Linked DNA regions of Arabidopsis thaliana: region 2 is linked to region 1. Evidence: chromatin contacts called from public capture Hi-C data. All regions are on one chromosome and are shown on one strand. Each heading gives the region's core, a stretch centred on a gene start, on an enhancer-like site or on the middle of the called end of the contact. The rest is flanking DNA. Distances are from core to core; before and after follow the strand shown.

What was found. Capture Hi-C pulls out chosen DNA fragments and counts their contacts.
Region 2: a capture Hi-C map of seedling shows a contact between it and region 1, with 2.6 times the contacts expected there. The contact joins the promoter of AT2G19080 here to the promoter of AT2G18600 in region 1. A contact is called at or near these places in 4 of 26 Hi-C or Micro-C datasets (callus, cotyledon and shoot) and 2 of 3 other capture datasets (seedling and shoot).

The regions. Positions count from the first base shown.
Region 1 is chr2:8,073,423-8,077,594 of TAIR10.1, reverse strand. AT2G18600 (Ubiquitin-conjugating enzyme family protein) reads left to right here and starts at 2,586. Exons shown (of 6, transcript NM_127416.4): 1 at 2,586-2,756; 2 at 3,023-3,144; 3 at 3,544-3,652; 4 at 3,746-3,824; 5 at 3,910-4,026; 6 at 4,121-4,172. The coding sequence starts at 3,030.
Region 2 is chr2:8,259,355-8,264,000 of TAIR10.1, reverse strand. It overlaps AT2G19080 (metaxin-like protein), which reads right to left and starts at 1,301. Exons shown (of 6, transcript NM_127465.4): 1 at 1,024-1,301; 2 at 135-469; 3 at 1-32. The coding sequence starts at 1,183. SHT (spermidine hydroxycinnamoyl transferase) reads left to right here and starts at 2,016. Exons shown (of 2, transcript NM_127464.2): 1 at 2,016-3,006; 2 at 3,425-3,963. The coding sequence starts at 2,043. The coding sequence ends at 3,816. It overlaps AT2G19060 (SGNH hydrolase-type esterase superfamily protein), which reads right to left. Exons shown (of 5, transcript NM_127463.3): 5 at 3,456-4,391. The coding sequence ends at 4,186.

The DNA of each region.
Region 1 (4,172 bases), core at 1,337-3,836:
TTTTTTGTCAAACAAGCCTTGTATTTCATTCAATGCATCTCCTAAAGGTAAAGTTTACAAGATCTTCAAGCATACAAAGGGTTAAAAAAACTCCAAATAACGAAAGCTAACAACAAGGAAAAAAAGATAGGTTTGATAAGCCATAGAGGAACGGAGACAGAAGCAATCAAGCAACAAGCCACATGCGACCTCATGGTGTGTCATAGACACTTCCGCGACCACGTCGGGGAGTTTCGGATTACTCATGATCGAGAAGACTTGATCTTTTGACTTTAAAAAAATGTCCTTTGTCTTATGGCTCGTCGGCAAGAAATGCATTGTGGACGTTGGGACCAATGGTAAGAACTCATGGAAGGTAAGAGTTTTTTCGGGTATGAGTTGGAGCTCAAGCTTTAGGGTTAACGGATATAAAATATTGATGAAGATTTGGTAACCACCACTCCATGGAGACGGGATCATAATGACATTATTCATCAAACTTTTACTTTCAAGAATAGTACCCATGATGTAGCTAAATATATCAAGTATGAAATCAATAATAAAATGAATCGGAGATGAAAACTTGAAGAAACTACGGTAATCACTGCTCCTTAGAGACGAGATCATCATGCCGATCTTCTTCAAGCAATTAGCAACATGAATAGTACACCTATAGATTCTAATGGCAAGGTTCTCAAAGGATTTTTGTACCAACATAGCAGCAATGTTCGATTATGATTCAATTGATGTCCATTAGCAATTGGTATCATGAATCGATGCAAATACAAGCTAAGAGAAGACAAAAAGGAGTTTGGGTCAAACCTATGATTTTGCGGAGACCGTTTAGAGGGGCTGGGCCAATGCATTAGTGGAGATGGGCCATTGTTTTGGGGGATGGGCCTAAATTTGGTTAATGGGCTCGAAGAACAGTGGCCCATTAAGAGGAACCCTAACAAGGCAACAGTGTGGCAGAGGATGGTGATGGTGCGACGGATCTGAGGCGGCAGATAAGAACTCCGATAAACGCTAAATGATGCTGGTGGGAATAAGGTCAACGTAGATGAGATACCCACATAAAACAGGTCGGAGGTAAGGATGGTGTTGCATGTAGAGATCATAGCGGTTTTAGATTGGAAAAATTGGGGCTGTTCTGTTGGTGGAAACTTCAAAAAGATGGATGCGGACAAAAGCTGAATAGAAGGAAAGATCATCGAGCATTTCCTCTGCCCTCTGTCGTCAATGAACGGCCGAGGAAGTTAAACGATTGAAGGTTGGGTTGGGATGATTGAGATAATAGCCAGAGAAGAATTAAAAATATGAAGAGATAACGAAAGAAGTGAAACGAAGAAGAGAAATCCCGACGCCGGTGAGCAAAAGCATCACCGGCGCCGGAAGGCGAAGCTAGGGTAGTCTCCTCGATGTTAGTGTCTGGGAGAGTCCTTAAGTTTATATAATGTCGTCATTCTAAGACTTAGATTATCTCCAACTCCGCTACAATATTCATCTCCAAACTCCTTCAGTTGATATTTTAATGTTGCTTATTGCATAAGTGAATGATTACATAAATAAAAATTATATTTAAATTAAAAATAAAAAAAATCTGAAAAAACCGCGGCATAACGCGGGATGATCACCTAATGTTTAATAATTTGATTAAACAAGAACAATTTGCTTTCATTTGTGATTGTTTATCTTATCATATACACCTCGTGAGACATGACGACACCACTAAAATATTGAAAATTCGTTAATAAATTTGTTTCTCTACGGATCTGGATCTTTAGGCACATGGAAAAATTAATAGATTTAGAGTAGTCATGGTGCTTTCTCGAAAAAGTTTTTTTTTTTTTTGAACTTTGAAGTGGAATGTCTAGACCCTTGTGGGTGGTTTAGGGATGATGATGTTCAATAATTTGAAAAAACAACCTTCTAAATCGATTATGAGGGTTCAAAATCTAATCTAATTTTCGAGAAAGCTAATTAACGATTTTGAGGTTTTTTTTTTTGAAAATGATGTCTTTTAGCTAATTATAGAAACTATTAACGGATACCTAACATTGTCTGATTAGTCCATTAGGTAGTTAATAATATGTTTTAGTTGGTTTTGTCAACGAAAATTAGTGATTTAACTTAAAGTTAACATAAAATCAAGTATTTTATTCATCAAATTTAAAATTCATGGTTTAAATCAACGAAAATGGATAATTGATGATTTAAATGGTATTTTTCCCCTCATCTTCTTCTACCATGACTTGAACTCATGCGGTGGTGTTTAGCCCTCATACCAAATGAGCTACAAGAACAGGCTAAATGGTATTTTTCTTACTGTAAATGATGTAGAGCGTTGTATTATGTTTTCAAGTGAGAATGAAAATTGACAGACAAAAAAAGAAAAATACCAGAAAAAAGATATGTGAGTAAAGCCCAAAAGTTTAGTTTTTCTACAAGTTGCTTTTGAAACGATGGATGGGTATGTCAGTAGGCCCATTTAGTTTCGTTAGGCCTAATAAAATGAGTTTTTCCTTTTTTTTTTTTTTAATATTTTTTTGAATAACAGAAGGTTCTGAGGCGAAACCCGTAATCTTTCCAGGCCCGAAACCACAGCACGTAATATTAGTTTCGGATTTTCATTATATATATAGTTTGAAGAAGGGTTGTAATTTTTTCAGAATCAGCTTACGGAGAAAGCTACGTTCGTTCGTTCCTCGTCGAACCAAATCAATAGTGAAGACGAAAGGTTCGCTCATCTTTGTATTGATCTAAAGAATTTGCAACTCGTAAGCTCTCTCCGATCTCTTCGTTTTCACTTTTCGTATCTTAGTTTTTTTTTTGTTTCTTCCTTCCGATTTGATAAAATCTCCGATCGTTTGGTTATCCGAAGAAGATTCATGATTTGTTTCATAGTCAATTTTTAACTAGTTTCGATCTCTCTGAATGAAATTTCGTTAGGGTTTTGAGTGATTGTTCTGTTGTAATTCATGAATTTTCCAAAGAAACTTGTGTGAATAATTGTATGATGTTGTTGATTGATTTGTGAGGGTAGAAGAACGATGATTGGGTTATTCAAAGTGAAAGAGAAGCAAAGAGAAGAGTCTCAAAGTAACAACGGAAGAGGAGCTTCTACTGTCAAGAAGCAATCTGCTGGTGAACTTCGTCTTCACAAAGGTTCTCTTTCTCTTCCTTCTCTCTGTTTTTTTTTTTTGCTTTTGATCTTATTCACTGTCTAATGTTGACCAATTTGTAATTTCTCTGTAGATTTCTAGGGTTTTATGTTGTCTTCTAGTTGGTGTAACTGTAAAATCTCTATTGAATTTGGTTCGTTATGTGTTAGAACTATAAGATTGTAGAGGTTTTATGTTGTCTTCTAGTTGATGTAGTTGATACTCTCTCAGTGTGTTTTGACTTTCTTCATCAGGTTTTGCTGTTGATCTTATTCAGTTTCGATGTTGAACAAACTGTAGATTTTAGGTTCTTTTAGAGTTATCACTATCAAGTATTTTTAGGGTTCTATGTTGTCTTCCAGTAGGTGTAACTGATAAATCATCTCTGTTTATTTGTGCATAGATATATCGGAGCTGAACTTACCAAAGTCTTGTAAGATATCTTTTCCGAATGGGAAGAATGACTTGATGAATTTTGAAGTAACCATTAAACCTGATGAAGGATATTACTTGTAAGTAAACAAAATCTCTATCTTTCATTTTTGTTTTTGGGTCCCTGAATTTGCGCAAAAACACACTCATTCGTTCTTGTTATACCTAAACAGGAGTGGTAACTTTGTGTTCTCATTCCAAGTCTCTAATATGTACCCCCACGAAGCTCCTAAAGTGAAATGCAAGACCAAGGTTAGGCTTTTTTTCCTCAGTCTCTGAAGCGTTTTATGTTGTCTGATATGTTTATACAGAATGCTAAAGAATGTCAATGTTGTAGGTGTATCATCCGAATATCGATCTAGAAGGAAACGTCTGTCTGAACATCTTGCGTGAAGACTGGAAACCGGTTCTCAACATAAACACAGTTATCTACGGTCTTTTCCATCTCTTCACGGTAACAAGTTCTCCCTGACCGATGATACTCCATTGATGTTATTATCTTGGGCCTTCTAATCTGAAGACTTGTTTTGCTTTGTTTGTTCACATAGGAACCCAATTACGAGGATCCTCTGAACCATGAAGCAGCTGCAGTGTTGAGGG
Region 2 (4,646 bases), core at 52-2,551, 190 kb before region 1:
GCTTCATATGCCTCACTTGCTCTCTTGTATATCTGTTCACATTTAAGACTATGAACTTTAATAACTAGTTCAAATGCTCACAAATATAAACCACAGGTCTTCTAAAGTAACAACAAAACTTAAACAAACCCGACCTGTTTTTCTCTTTGCTCTGCGTTCTCTTTGGTGATTCCTAAACGGTTCTTTGCCAAGTATGTCTGCTTATAAAACAGGACCTTGCTGATCACCCAAGGAAGATCTGAATAGTAGATTTTCGATGTAGATATCCCCTCGGTACCAACCCATATCTCATAGGTAAGCGCTTCTTCTAGCCAAGACACAATAAGAGCCTTCAAAGATAAATAATCCGAAAGAGACTGTAGCTGAGAGTCCAGATTAACAATCCCATCTTTCTTCAGTTTTTCAATTACTCCTCCATCTTCATTGTTATATGCAACATATGTATCACTTTCAAAGTACGGCAGTTCATCTATATTAAAAACAAATGATTAACATTGTCAATACACAAGCTTATAAATATTGAATGCACAAATTTGTAAATCCGTGAACAAAGGATTACGAAGTGTCTAGAGATATTATCAAACATAACATAGAAATTCTGAAGATATTGTTAATATACAAACTCAATAGCTAAATCAAACAACTAATTTCTTCTGAACAAGTATGAAACATCATCATTCTCTTCGAATTAACAATTACGATAACGAGGAATTCAACCAAAGCTATAACAAGAAATTATGATGAACACTTCCTATCCAGAAAAATTCACCAATGCATATATACACCTCAAAATTGAATTACTATTGCCTAAAAACCCTATCTAAACTCTGATTAACCTAAGAGCAGGATCTTAATAGTACGAATTCGAATCCAGAACTCAAAATTATCTTGTCTAGGATTCGAATCTCAATTCAAGCTAATAGAATTAACAATGTTCACTTCCAACAGATACACATCACGCAACCAAAACCTTAATCTAACAACAACCAAAATACGAAGCGAGGAATCAAAACAGAAGCAAACCTGAATCAGGGAAGGTTGAATTGAACGCAAGTTCAAAAGGTAGCTGGGCTAATTTCAGGTATATATAAGCAGGAAGACAATTAGGGCAAGCTGTTGGGAGATCGAAGGAAGGCTTCCTTGCCACCAAAGTATAAACATTCGTCTCTTGATCGCCTTCCATTATAGTGACTCGTATGTGTGAGAGCTCTGGTCAAAAGAAGAAGAAGTACTCAAGTAAGTTCGATCGTCGATAGAGAGAGATGGGGCGAGAAGAGAAGATCCAGTCGAGTCCGGGTCTGGGTTAAGGTTTAGTCGGTCGGGTTTAAAACTAGGGTTTATTAATACGATAACTCATTTTGGGCTTTAAAAGGCCCACAAATTACCCATTAAGACAAAACTACTGGAGGAGGAGACTCGGAGAAAGTGGAATTGTTTTCTCCTTTTTGTTAGTTTGTAAAAACTAAAATTACTGTGTAACAGTGTAAAATACATCATCCACATTTTTTTTCTTCAAGATGACTTTATAAAAATAAACTCAACTTAAATTCAGAAGATATAATCAAAACTGGCGATGTGGGCTTTTGAATTTAATGCTATGAAGTTAGTATTTTGGATTTACCATTTCTTTTTAGAGTTTATGATATATACTTAAGGATTTAGTTTAGAATTTATACTTTGGAATATACTTGCATAAAAAAGTATAACACATTCCCTAATAGTGATATGAATTTTATGTTATATGTTCTTACCTCGTTTTTTTTCATTTTTTCGTGGAAATATATATTCATCCACAATGTGAACAAAATAGAGAAGAAGGGTAATACGCGTGATCATATACAACCAACAAAACTAAACCTTATTCTCACTTCCACTAATTAAGCTGCTTCGAAGGAAACAAACTAAACCACGAGAAAAACATTTTTGAATTTTGACTAACAGCAAGAAAAATTCGTTGAATCCATATGATTCTGTGTACTATATAAACATTACTTTAGCACGAACTTCAAAAAGAGAAGAGAAAAAGAAAGGGGGTTTGTGTTATGGCTCCCATAACTTTTAGAAAATCTTACACTATAGTACCGGCCGAACCAACGTGGAGCGGTAGGTTTCCCTTAGCCGAGTGGGATCAAGTTGGTACAATTACTCACATTCCCACCCTTTACTTTTACGACAAGCCATCTGAATCTTTCCAAGGCAATGTAGTCGAAATCCTAAAAACCTCGTTGAGCCGTGTGCTAGTCCATTTTTACCCTATGGCTGGCCGTCTCAGATGGCTCCCTCGGGGACGGTTCGAGCTCAATTGTAACGCCGAGGGAGTGGAATTCATTGAAGCGGAATCTGAGGGGAAGCTTTCGGATTTCAAAGACTTCTCTCCTACGCCGGAATTCGAGAATCTTATGCCGCAAGTAAACTATAAAAACCCTATCGAAACGATTCCTCTATTTTTAGCTCAGGTAACCAAATTCAAATGCGGTGGAATAAGCCTTAGCGTCAACGTTTCCCACGCGATCGTAGATGGCCAAAGCGCGCTTCACTTAATATCGGAATGGGGAAGACTCGCGCGCGGTGAACCGTTAGAAACCGTTCCATTTCTAGACCGGAAAATCCTCTGGGCTGGTGAACCGCTCCCACCGTTTGTGTCGCCCCCAAAGTTCGACCACAAAGAGTTTGATCAGCCACCGTTTTTGATCGGAGAAACGGACAATGTAGAAGAGAGAAAGAAGAAAACGATTGTGGTGATGCTACCACTGAGCACATCTCAGCTGCAGAAGCTACGAAGTAAAGCCAACGGAAGCAAACACTCTGACCCGGCGAAAGGGTTTACAAGGTACGAGACCGTCACCGGACACGTGTGGAGGTGCGCGTGTAAAGCACGTGGCCACTCTCCGGAGCAACCAACGGCTCTAGGAATCTGTATAGATACTCGTAGTCGGATGGAGCCACCTCTGCCACGCGGCTACTTCGGCAATGCTACTCTTGACGTGGTCGCAGCAAGCACCTCAGGTACGTGTTTTTTCTTTCTTTTCTATTACTATCCATAGAAATTTTGTTTGTTTTGTGAATTTGAATACACTTCTTCAAAATTTAATTTAGTCCTCTAAACAAAAATTATGATTTTGTTCATTACTTTTATATTCCAATTATATATATTATTTATTTATTAATTTTTTTCAATTCAAAAATATTACAAAATATTGTAATTTGTTTATCTTAGAATTCGTGTCAAAAGACCGTCAAAACGACTCTTTTATGAAACTGATGGATTATCATTAATTTCTACTATTGCTGAACAATTAAAATTATCTGAAGAACTTGGATATATGAAACTTTTCTTGGTTGCTTTTCATCCACGTAAATGTAGGTTAGTACGTACTGATTCTACAATGCAAAGTCTGTTTCGATAATTTTGTTATGCATATAGGTGAACTGATATCGAATGAATTGGGTTTCGCGGCGAGTTTAATCAGTAAAGCCATAAAGAATGTAACAAACGAATACGTGATGATTGGGATAGAGTATCTTAAGAACCAAAAAGATCTGAAGAAGTTTCAAGATCTACATGCCTTGGGAAGCACGGAAGGTCCATTCTACGGAAACCCAAATCTTGGAGTGGTGAGCTGGTTAACTTTGCCAATGTACGGCCTTGATTTCGGATGGGGCAAAGAGTTCTACACGGGACCAGGCACGCATGACTTTGACGGCGACTCGCTGATCTTGCCGGATCAAAACGAAGATGGCTCGGTGATTCTCGCGACGTGTCTACAGGTGGCTCACATGGAGGCCTTCAAGAAACACTTTTATGAAGATATCTAGGCCTTATATGTTTTTTATATACATGACGTATACAAATATTTATGCACTTTCATTTGAATTCTACTTATATTGTAGTGATTATTGAATTGTAATAACAGATTCTAAACTATATATTATTGTTCTTACTACAATGGAATTAACATTTAAACAAAAAAAAATGCTATAGAATATCGTGCTTTCTCCAGTACAACATTTAGTATGATCTTGCATGCAATGAATTTGACTTAGATTGGGTTGTTTGCCAAATCCATAACAAAACTCAATGATGGAAATATGATGGCATGTTGTTACAATTTAGCAATACTAATTCTAAATTAATGCAAGGTATTTGGAAGCAGAATGATATCTTTTTAGGCTTTACTAGCAATATTATAGTACAAGCAGTAAAATGCTTATAGGAGACGTAATGAGTCCGGCAAACGCAGCCTTTACAACGACCTTATTAGCTGCTTCTGTGCTATGGACATTGTCCCAGTAGACGTACCGTTCTCGATTCGGACAAACCGGTTTATTTGCGGCACAAAGTTCTTGCCCTGATTCTACCGTACAACAACTTTTGTCTGTTACCGTAAATCCTACAAAATTACATGTGAAATATTAATGATCTAACTAATTAAAGAACATAACTAAAGAAGTAGTTTTGCAATTATGTTACTATGATTAGTAAATTTTCTAATTGTACGAATCATTAATTTTTGACCCAAAAAAACAAACTACATTTTTCAAGATATTTATATAAATTTTTGTGTGGACATGTGTGGTTTTGAATAAATACCTTTTGTAAGTAACAGTCATAATGATAATATTTCAAAGAATGTAATATGTTTTTA